2 separate regions of the Oryctolagus cuniculus genome follow, and region 2 is linked to region 1. A link is a contact called in public Hi-C data. All regions are on one chromosome and are shown on one strand. The core of a region is the stretch at or near the end of the contact, and the rest is flanking DNA. Distances in the headings are between cores, read along the strand shown.

Region 1 (4,062 bases), core at 664-3,163:
GAGTTGCCATCTCAGCTTTGACACTGCAGGCAAGTGACTCAGTATCTCAGGGCTTCCGTCTCCTCATCTTCAGAAAGAGTACAACAGTAAGGAGGAGGAGGAGTAGCTGAAACAAGGCATGCAAAAATGCCTGGCAGAGGTTAGACACTGGGAATAGCCCGCTGGGGTTCATCCAGGTCAGTGTGCCTTGCAGAGGTTCTTCTGGACAGTTATATAAGCACATTTATATCCCGGCACTCTTGACGGTCAAGGTGAAAGCCCCCCCCCCCCCCCCCCGCCCCGTCTCCCCTCAGGGTTGCAGGTGCACACTTCGCCATTCTCGCCGCGGACCTGCAGGGTGCGCGCCACGCGCAGGGCTTTGAAGACGGTGAACTCGCAAAGCGTGGCTGTTGAGTCACGACACACCGGGAACTGAAACCAGGAGTCCCCGCCCGGCCCGGCTCAGCCCTGTGATGCCGGTGTTTTAAACCGGAGGGCAGTGGCATCGGCTAAGAAAGGCAGGACAGGGCTGACGCAGCGCTGCTGCCTGCCCACGCCCTCGCCCTCGCCCTCGCCCTGGGGCGCAGCTGCCAAGGCCAAGTCTGCTGGGCAGGTCCCGACACCTCTGCTCGGCCGGGCATCGCGCAGGCTCGGGGCAGGTCGAGGCAGCTCCCCAGCTCCTCCCAGGAGCGGGGACGCGAGCCGAGCCCAGTCCAGCAACTGCGCGCCCGACAGCGAGGATGCTAGGGAAAAGGCAAGCCAGGGCAGCCCCCCTAGCCCTCCAGCGCCCGTTGCTCATCGCAGCCCCGCCGCCCTCGCTGCGGAGCCCTGGCAAACTTTGCAGGTCCTCGCGCGCGGGCCACTGTCACCAGCCCCTTCTGCACCCTGGACGGGACAGTCGTGACCGGGCGAGTCAGACGCTCTCGAAAACAGCCACAAAGGGCTATATTTAGTTCTGCGCACCCCGCCTAAATTCCTTTTTTCACTCTCCGCTTCCAAACGACTGGGTTGGGGTGGGGGAGTGGGAGGAAGGGGGCGGGGAGCCGCGGAGAAGGAACAGCTGGGCCTCCACCTCGCCGCTCAATCTCTATAAATACCCAATCGCCGGCGGAGGCTACTTTTCAGCCAATGAGGCAGCCGCACCGGAGAGACCCTTGGCGGCAGCCAATGGGAGGCCCTTCGGGGGTGTGCGACTCACGTCCTGGGACCAATGAGTGCGGAGTCTGGGAGAAGTAATTTGAGCTGGCGTGTGGGTGTGAGCTGCACCAAGCTTCCTACTTCCAAGCCCCAAAAAACCTGCTCTGCCGACTGAGCATGCCCTAACTGCGGGCCGCCGGCACTGTCAGATCCGGGCTCCGGGTTTTGGCCGCAGCACAGTGGGGGAGGAGGTGGGCGGGACCCTCTGGGACTCTGCTGGGATGGAGCCGCGGGTTCCCCAGAAGCTGTTTGTTCTCGGATGGGGACAGTGACCCAAGGCACTAGAGTTACACCCCGTTCGCTCTGTCCCGGGAACTGGCGGAGCAGCGTTTCCGGGGACAACGGCTTACCAAGGGCTTTGCCAGGGCTTCGGGGGCTGCTCTGCCCAGCCCGCACCTGCAGCGGTCCGGTCCGCGGTCCGCGCTTCTGGCGGCCTGCACCGGCCTTTGGTCATGGGATTCCGCAAGCGCGCTCTCTTGGCTCGCCGGGCCTTAGCGCTCGCGTTCGAGCACGCCAAGCCCCTCTGCCGCCCCATTCCCCCGCAGTGTGCCTGCTGCAGTCCCACAAGCTCGCGTCGCCCCGCCTCCACTCCCGGCGACTCCGCTCGCAAGCCCCGCCCCCAGCCCCGCCCTCTCGGCTCGGCCCCGCAGAAAACCCGGAGCGGCCGCTCGGGCGGGGCGCGGCCTGCGGCGCACTGGGCATGCTCGCGCGGGCGGGGAGGGCCGGGCTGCGCGCGGCGAGTAGGAAGCCCTCGCCCCGCGGAGGCTGCAGGCGAGAGCGCGATGGGCCGCGGTGGTGGGCGCACGTTCCGCGGGGACTCATGCCACGAGTGTCCCGGTCCGGCGCGCAATTAGCAGCCGCCTCCGCAGCCCGCCACCACCGCTGCCCAGCGCTCGCCGGCTGCTGCGACGAGGGGCTGCAGCCGTCGCCGTGCCTTAGGCTGCCGGCATTGTCCTCTGGTCCGCCGCCGACCGCTGCGGGGCCCCGGACCCGCGCCCCAGGGACGCGCCGCCGCCGCCGCCGCCGGCCGGCCGGGCGCGCGGCCCCCGCTCGGAGATCCGCGCGCCCCGCGCCGCTCGGCCGCGGTCTCCCGGGTGTCTCCTGCGGCGCTGAGGCGGCGGAGCGGTCCGGCCGCCCAGCCCAGCCCTCCGCGGCGCGCAGCCCCGACGGGGCCGCGGCGGGCGCCTGGCGAGTGCTGACGGAGCCATGAGAGAGTACAAAGTGGTGGTGCTGGGCTCGGGCGGCGTGGGCAAGTCCGCGCTCACCGTGCAGTTCGTGACGGGCTCCTTCATCGAGAAGTACGACCCCACCATCGAGGACTTCTACCGCAAGGAGATCGAGGTGGACTCGTCGCCGTCGGTGCTGGAGATCCTGGACACGGCGGGCACCGAGCAGTTCGCGTCCATGCGGGACCTGTACATCAAGAACGGCCAGGGCTTCATCCTCGTCTACAGCCTCGTCAACCAGCAGAGCTTCCAGGACATCAAGCCCATGCGGGACCAGATCATCCGCGTGAAGCGGTACGAGCGCGTGCCCATGATCCTGGTGGGCAACAAGGTGGACCTGGAAGGCGAGCGCGAGGTCTCGTACGGCGAGGGCAAGGCCCTGGCCGAGGAGTGGAGCTGCCCCTTCATGGAGACGTCGGCCAAAAACAAAGCCTCGGTGGACGAGCTGTTCGCCGAGATCGTGCGGCAGATGAACTACGCGGCGCAGCCCAACGGCGACGAGGGCTGCTGCTCGGCCTGCGTGATCCTCTGAGGCGCCGCGGCCGCCACGCGCCCCCCGGGCCGCGCTCCGCGCACAAAAGCCAAACGCACCGACTCTCCCCGTGGGATTTCTCGTCCGGCTTTGAGATGGGAGACGACTTTGCAGTGGCCAGGGCGTCCCCAGGAGCCTCCCCCCCTCCCCCCCACGCTGGCCTCCACGCCCCGTGTCCGAGGGAGCGCCCCGTCCTGCCCAGCCGACACCGTGGTGGAAATTGGGGCTCTTTGCAGCATGTACGTTCCTCATTGATTTTGGTTGACGCCCGTTTCCTCCCCCCTCCCCCCTCCCCCGAAGGCGCAGTTATTGGCAGTCTGACACCCACCCGGCAAGCAAAAGTTTCAGCCTGGAAAAAGATGGGGGAAGGGGGGAAGGGAAGGAAGTGCCGGGGAAGGAGGAGGAGGGGGTGTCCGTTTTTGTGTGTGTGTGTGTTGGGGGGGTAACAACAACTGTTTTCTATTTCCAAGTTTTAAATACGTGGAAGGAAGTCCGGGAGAACCATATGAAGGAGCAAGGAGGAGGAAGAAACTTTTGTGTGTGTTTGTGTGTGTGTGTGTTTTTCCCTTGTTTTCCAGGAGTAGCTGGAATTTAAGATCGGGTTCCTTTTCTGCCAGCTTGGAAGGGCGACCCTGTGACTGATTGCGATTCTGAGGATGTCTATGCAAAGTTGGATTCTTGTTACAGTGTATCCAATCTGAAGTATTGCACATCTGAACTGGGACTGTTAACACTGATGCCAATACAGTGTGGGGTGCCAGAAAGTGTCTGCTGATATTTGTGGAAAAAAAAAATCTATTTTGTTTACCTACTGTATCAAAGGGGAGCCTGGGGGAGAATGGTAGTATTTTTTTTTATCAGCTGTGAAAAAAAATGTTACAGATCTGCACATTTTCTTGTGTACTATTTGTGTGTGTGTGTGTGCGCGCGCGTGTGTGTTTTATAAATTTAGCTTTTAGGTTTTTCTTTCTTTCTTTTTTTTTTTTTTTTTTTTTTTTTTTGGTTGGCAGTAACAGATTTTAATGACTTGCTTTTACAAATACAGTACCAGGACTTTGTCAATGTGATTCAGGGCCCCCAGCACCCCTGTGTCTGCAGAGTGCCTTCAAAACTCAGCTGTTCCAGCCG
Region 2 (4,002 bases), core at 469-2,968, 88 kb before region 1:
ATACGTATTTAGGTATATGATTTAAAAATCCAAGGTTGAGAAGCTATGGTTGATTGATTTTATCTTCCAACAATGTCATGAATGCTCATCTTCCCACGTGTTTACTTTGTCATCATTCACTTCATATTCACAAGATGGCTGCCAGAGTTCTAGATATCACATTTTCAAGCACAAATGTCAAGAGGAAGGAAAGGGGGCATTTCTTCCTTTTGTTCTTTTTTATTCAGAAGAAGAAATTTTCTAAAAAACCTCTTCTTTGTCTCATTGGCCATTACTGGGTTATATGTCCAACCCTATCAATACCTTGATCCCAAGCAACGGTAATAAATAACAAGCTCAGGCAAAGAGCCATATGAAAAAGGGATGGGCCGCATTAGACCATAGAAAAGCCACAAATAAAAAGAAAACACTCATGCATACCTGATGATTATGGGATTTAAAATCAGAAAGCATGGTTGGATTTTATGACTATATGAACCAAACATCTGAGCGTTAGTTAGGGTCTTTTTTATAAGCCATCCAATCATCTTCCTTGTGAAGATTATATAAATTAATATATAATTATATAAATAATGCACTAGCTTCACAGTAAGTTGTTATACACTGTATGAAGGAGCAGAAGAGAGGAGCAGGAAGGCTCTGAAAATAAGGAAAAGATAAGGGAATGGAAATGCTAATTGCCTGATTTCATCAGTTTGTTCTGTGTTCACATGTTGAAGTATTGCACTGTACTCCTTGAAATTGTACAAGCATTGCATATTAACAGCAAAGGTATAAAATCTTTAAAAATGGACCTAGCATGTCAAGGGGATGCAATATATTTTAATACACCCTCTTTCTCTGCAAATGTGAACAACAAATAAATAAATATGCAGATAAAGAACAACGATGAAAATTTTAGAGCTTAAATGTCCTAGAACTGACATTCTGTTTCAAGCTCTGCAAAGAATTCTTAACATGATTTTGAGGAATCTGAATTAATGGCAATACTTTAGTTTGAAGAATTCTAATTTTCTTATATAAAATGGTTTGCAAAATTGCACCATCTTATTAAAAATATAAAGCGATGCAATATACTCACATATATACATTTACACACATGTATGTGTATAGTCTTCACAAAATTCTAATTTTTGTCTTCAGGGTTTCCTTTTGTTTCAAACAAGCTCACATGAAATTTATACACCAAAAAGTTGTCATTGCAAATATTGGAGATGGAACAAAAACTGAGTGGCAAAAGTCCATGCTTTCTCCGAGTAACCTTACTTAAAACAATAAATATTGATTTCCTCAATAAGTTTTAAACTAATGCACTATCTCTGACAGTCCACTGTTTCATTTTAAATTTCCTTATGTAAGAAAAACAAAACGCTTTAAATCTTTTAGTTGCCTACCTCTGCTAGATCACTAGATGGCGCCCACAGAATCTACTAAAATAGCAGCTCTTCATGGTGTAGAAGGGCCAAGGTCCCTGCACTCTGCTCGGTTTCTATTTATCTGTTATTTGGGCAAATATATACAGACATTTTTCATTATCACTCGACTCTCATAAGAAGTGTTAAAAATAGTCTTTTCAGATCCACTAAAACTTTGTGAAGGGCTTTCCTTCACAAGAGGTCAGTTTTCTATTCCTTTCCACAACAATTATTTATCTTGCTCTTTCCTGATTCTGATACATGCACTGCCTTGCTGTTTTAAAAACACTTGACCCATTCCCTTCCTTGGAGAATTAGCTAAATGTCATCCCTACACTCCCCGCTCAGCATCCTGCCACAACTTGCTGTCAAAAATGTGTCCTGAAAACTCTCCCCTGGCACTCTGCCTTCCAGCTACTTTGGAATTTCACAACATTTCTATCTCCTTTAGATGTTTATGCCATGAGAAAGTCTAGGAAACCAAAATATGTGTGCATGCTTTCATGGAAAAAGATTTGTCATTTTCCAAGCTCTGTTTTGGAAAGGAGAAAAACTCAGAACTTATTTTGGCTGTGAGTCAAATTCCAACTAAAGAATAACAAACATTACCCATCTCCCCCCTTATTCTGTACTACGACTTGAGAAAACACCTCTGTTCACATAATAAATTGAGGAGTAATATACTGATGATTTATTGAAGTTATTTTTTCAGCATAATCCTAAAATATGCATGTATTCATGTGTGTGAAAGTAAGCAGATGTGTATTTCTATATGGGTACATATATCCAGATAAGCCTACTTCAAAAAATTACTGGAAAATGGAAATAAAAGATAAGTTGGAGCCAGCATTGTGGCTCAGGAGGTTAAGCTGCCTGCTAGGCTGTGGTGCTTCCAATGTGTCTCTATGCTAATGCACCTTGGAAAGCAGTGGAAGACCGCCCAAGTGCATGGGCCCGTGCACCCATGTGGGAGACCTTGTTGGAGCTCTTGGCTCCTGGCTTTCACCTGATCCAGCCCTTCCTGTTGTGGCTATTTGGGTAGTGAACCAGCAAACAGAAGATCAAGCCCTCTCTCCCTCTCTGTCTTTCTCTTTCAAATACATGTTTTTTTGTTTTTTTTTTTTGTTTTTTTTTTTTTTTAAAAAGTAAGTTATTTTGGAGCAAATAAAGTGTTTTGAAATTCATGCAGGACTCACTTTCTTTTTTTTTCATATTTCGTATCTGTTTTATTCATAACAGCCCAAATTGGCAAATTATACAAATGTTATTCAGCAGGTGAACAATTAAACTCTGGTAGATCCATGTACTAGAACAGTACTCAACACTAAAAAGAAGTAACTATTGACGTACACAACAAACTGAATGGATTCCAGGGCATTATCATTACTTGGGAGAGAACAAAATCTCCGAAGATCACACTGAGGGGCCAGTGTTGTGGTGCAGTGGGTTAAGCTGCCGCCTGCAACATCACATCCCATAAGAACACAGGTTCAAGTCCCTGGTAATGCACCTGAGCAGGGCAACAGAAGACGGCCCAGCCTCACTAACAGGCGTGGTACTACAGAACAGACTGATCTTAACTGTGTTGTTATTATGTGAACCAATCAGGCCATGTAAAACCACATCCATCCAACAGTCTTCACAAGGGTCAAAGACCAATCCCCTCATTTCCTCTCCGTTGTAAAATCCTCTCAATATTCAGCTAATGCCACTCTTAGGATTATTGGCTGCTATTCTCACCCTGGCTTTTCTACTATCTTGTCTAAGTGTTTACAGGAGGTAATAATGGAAAGGACCAAAGCCTTCCCCAACCAGGCAGTCAACCAAATGCTGCTACAGGGATATACTCAGCGCTCCACCCAGCACACTGCGGCTTGAGGCATCGCCCCACGCCAATGGAGAGTAAATCGTCACCCTACGTCAGCAGGAAATAGCTCTAAAGACAGATCATCATCCCTCCACCACCACCACCCTGGACTTTTATTAGGGTTGCTTTATAAAAAACAAAAGGGGGGGCTGGCGCTGTGGCATAGTGGGTAAACCTGCTGCCTGCAATGCCAGCATCCCGTATGGGCACCGGCCCACAGGACTCACTTTCTCTCTCACTCTCTCTCTTACGCTTTCACTCTCTCTTACACTCTCATACTCTCTCATTTTGCCTTTCAAATAAGAAAATAAAAAAAGAAATAAAAGAAATCCATGCAGTTTTTTTAATATTTTTCATGACCTTTTTGAAAACCCCTTGTATACATATATTTCAAAACTTTTTTGCAACACAATAATCTTTCAATTCCATTTTACATTAAGTCATACAAAAACCCTATTATGTCTCACACACACACACACACACACACACACCCAGTATCACAGAGTTCCAAATGCAGGAACTGAGCTATTCATGATTCTGGGCTGCAAAGAACTTGTGTCAGGGTCTGGTCTGTTTTCCTAAGCAGTTGTTTTACTTTCCTGTGGATTATGCCCTGGGTGAAAACTCCTGCTTTTCCTACTGCACATGAACTATAATTATGATGTTTCTCACAGAGAATGTCTTCCTTGGACCCAGTTGTTGTCCTACCTGCTCCTTCCA

Evidence for each region. A called contact is a pair of places that touch in the nucleus more often than the background predicts.
Region 2: a Hi-C map of an unstated tissue shows a contact between it and region 1, with 3 times the contacts expected there. The contact joins the enhancer-like site here to the promoter of RAP2B in region 1. A contact is called at or near these places in 3 of 6 Hi-C or Micro-C datasets (ear pinna, skin fibroblasts and an unstated tissue).

Annotation. Positions count from the first base shown.
Region 1 is chr4:127,889,899-127,893,960 of mOryCun1.1, reverse strand. RAP2B (RAP2B, member of RAS oncogene family) reads left to right here and starts at 1,913. Exons shown (of 1, transcript XM_070072619.1): 1 at 1,913-4,062. The coding sequence starts at 2,383. The coding sequence ends at 2,934.
Region 2 is chr4:127,977,762-127,981,763 of mOryCun1.1, reverse strand. No RefSeq gene overlaps it. Among named protein-coding and RNA genes, the nearest start is that of RAP2B, 88 kb to the right of the region's middle. Within about 2 kb of position 1,718, at least 1 of the 8 cell types and tissues checked has an H3K27ac peak or open chromatin away from gene starts, as enhancers often do.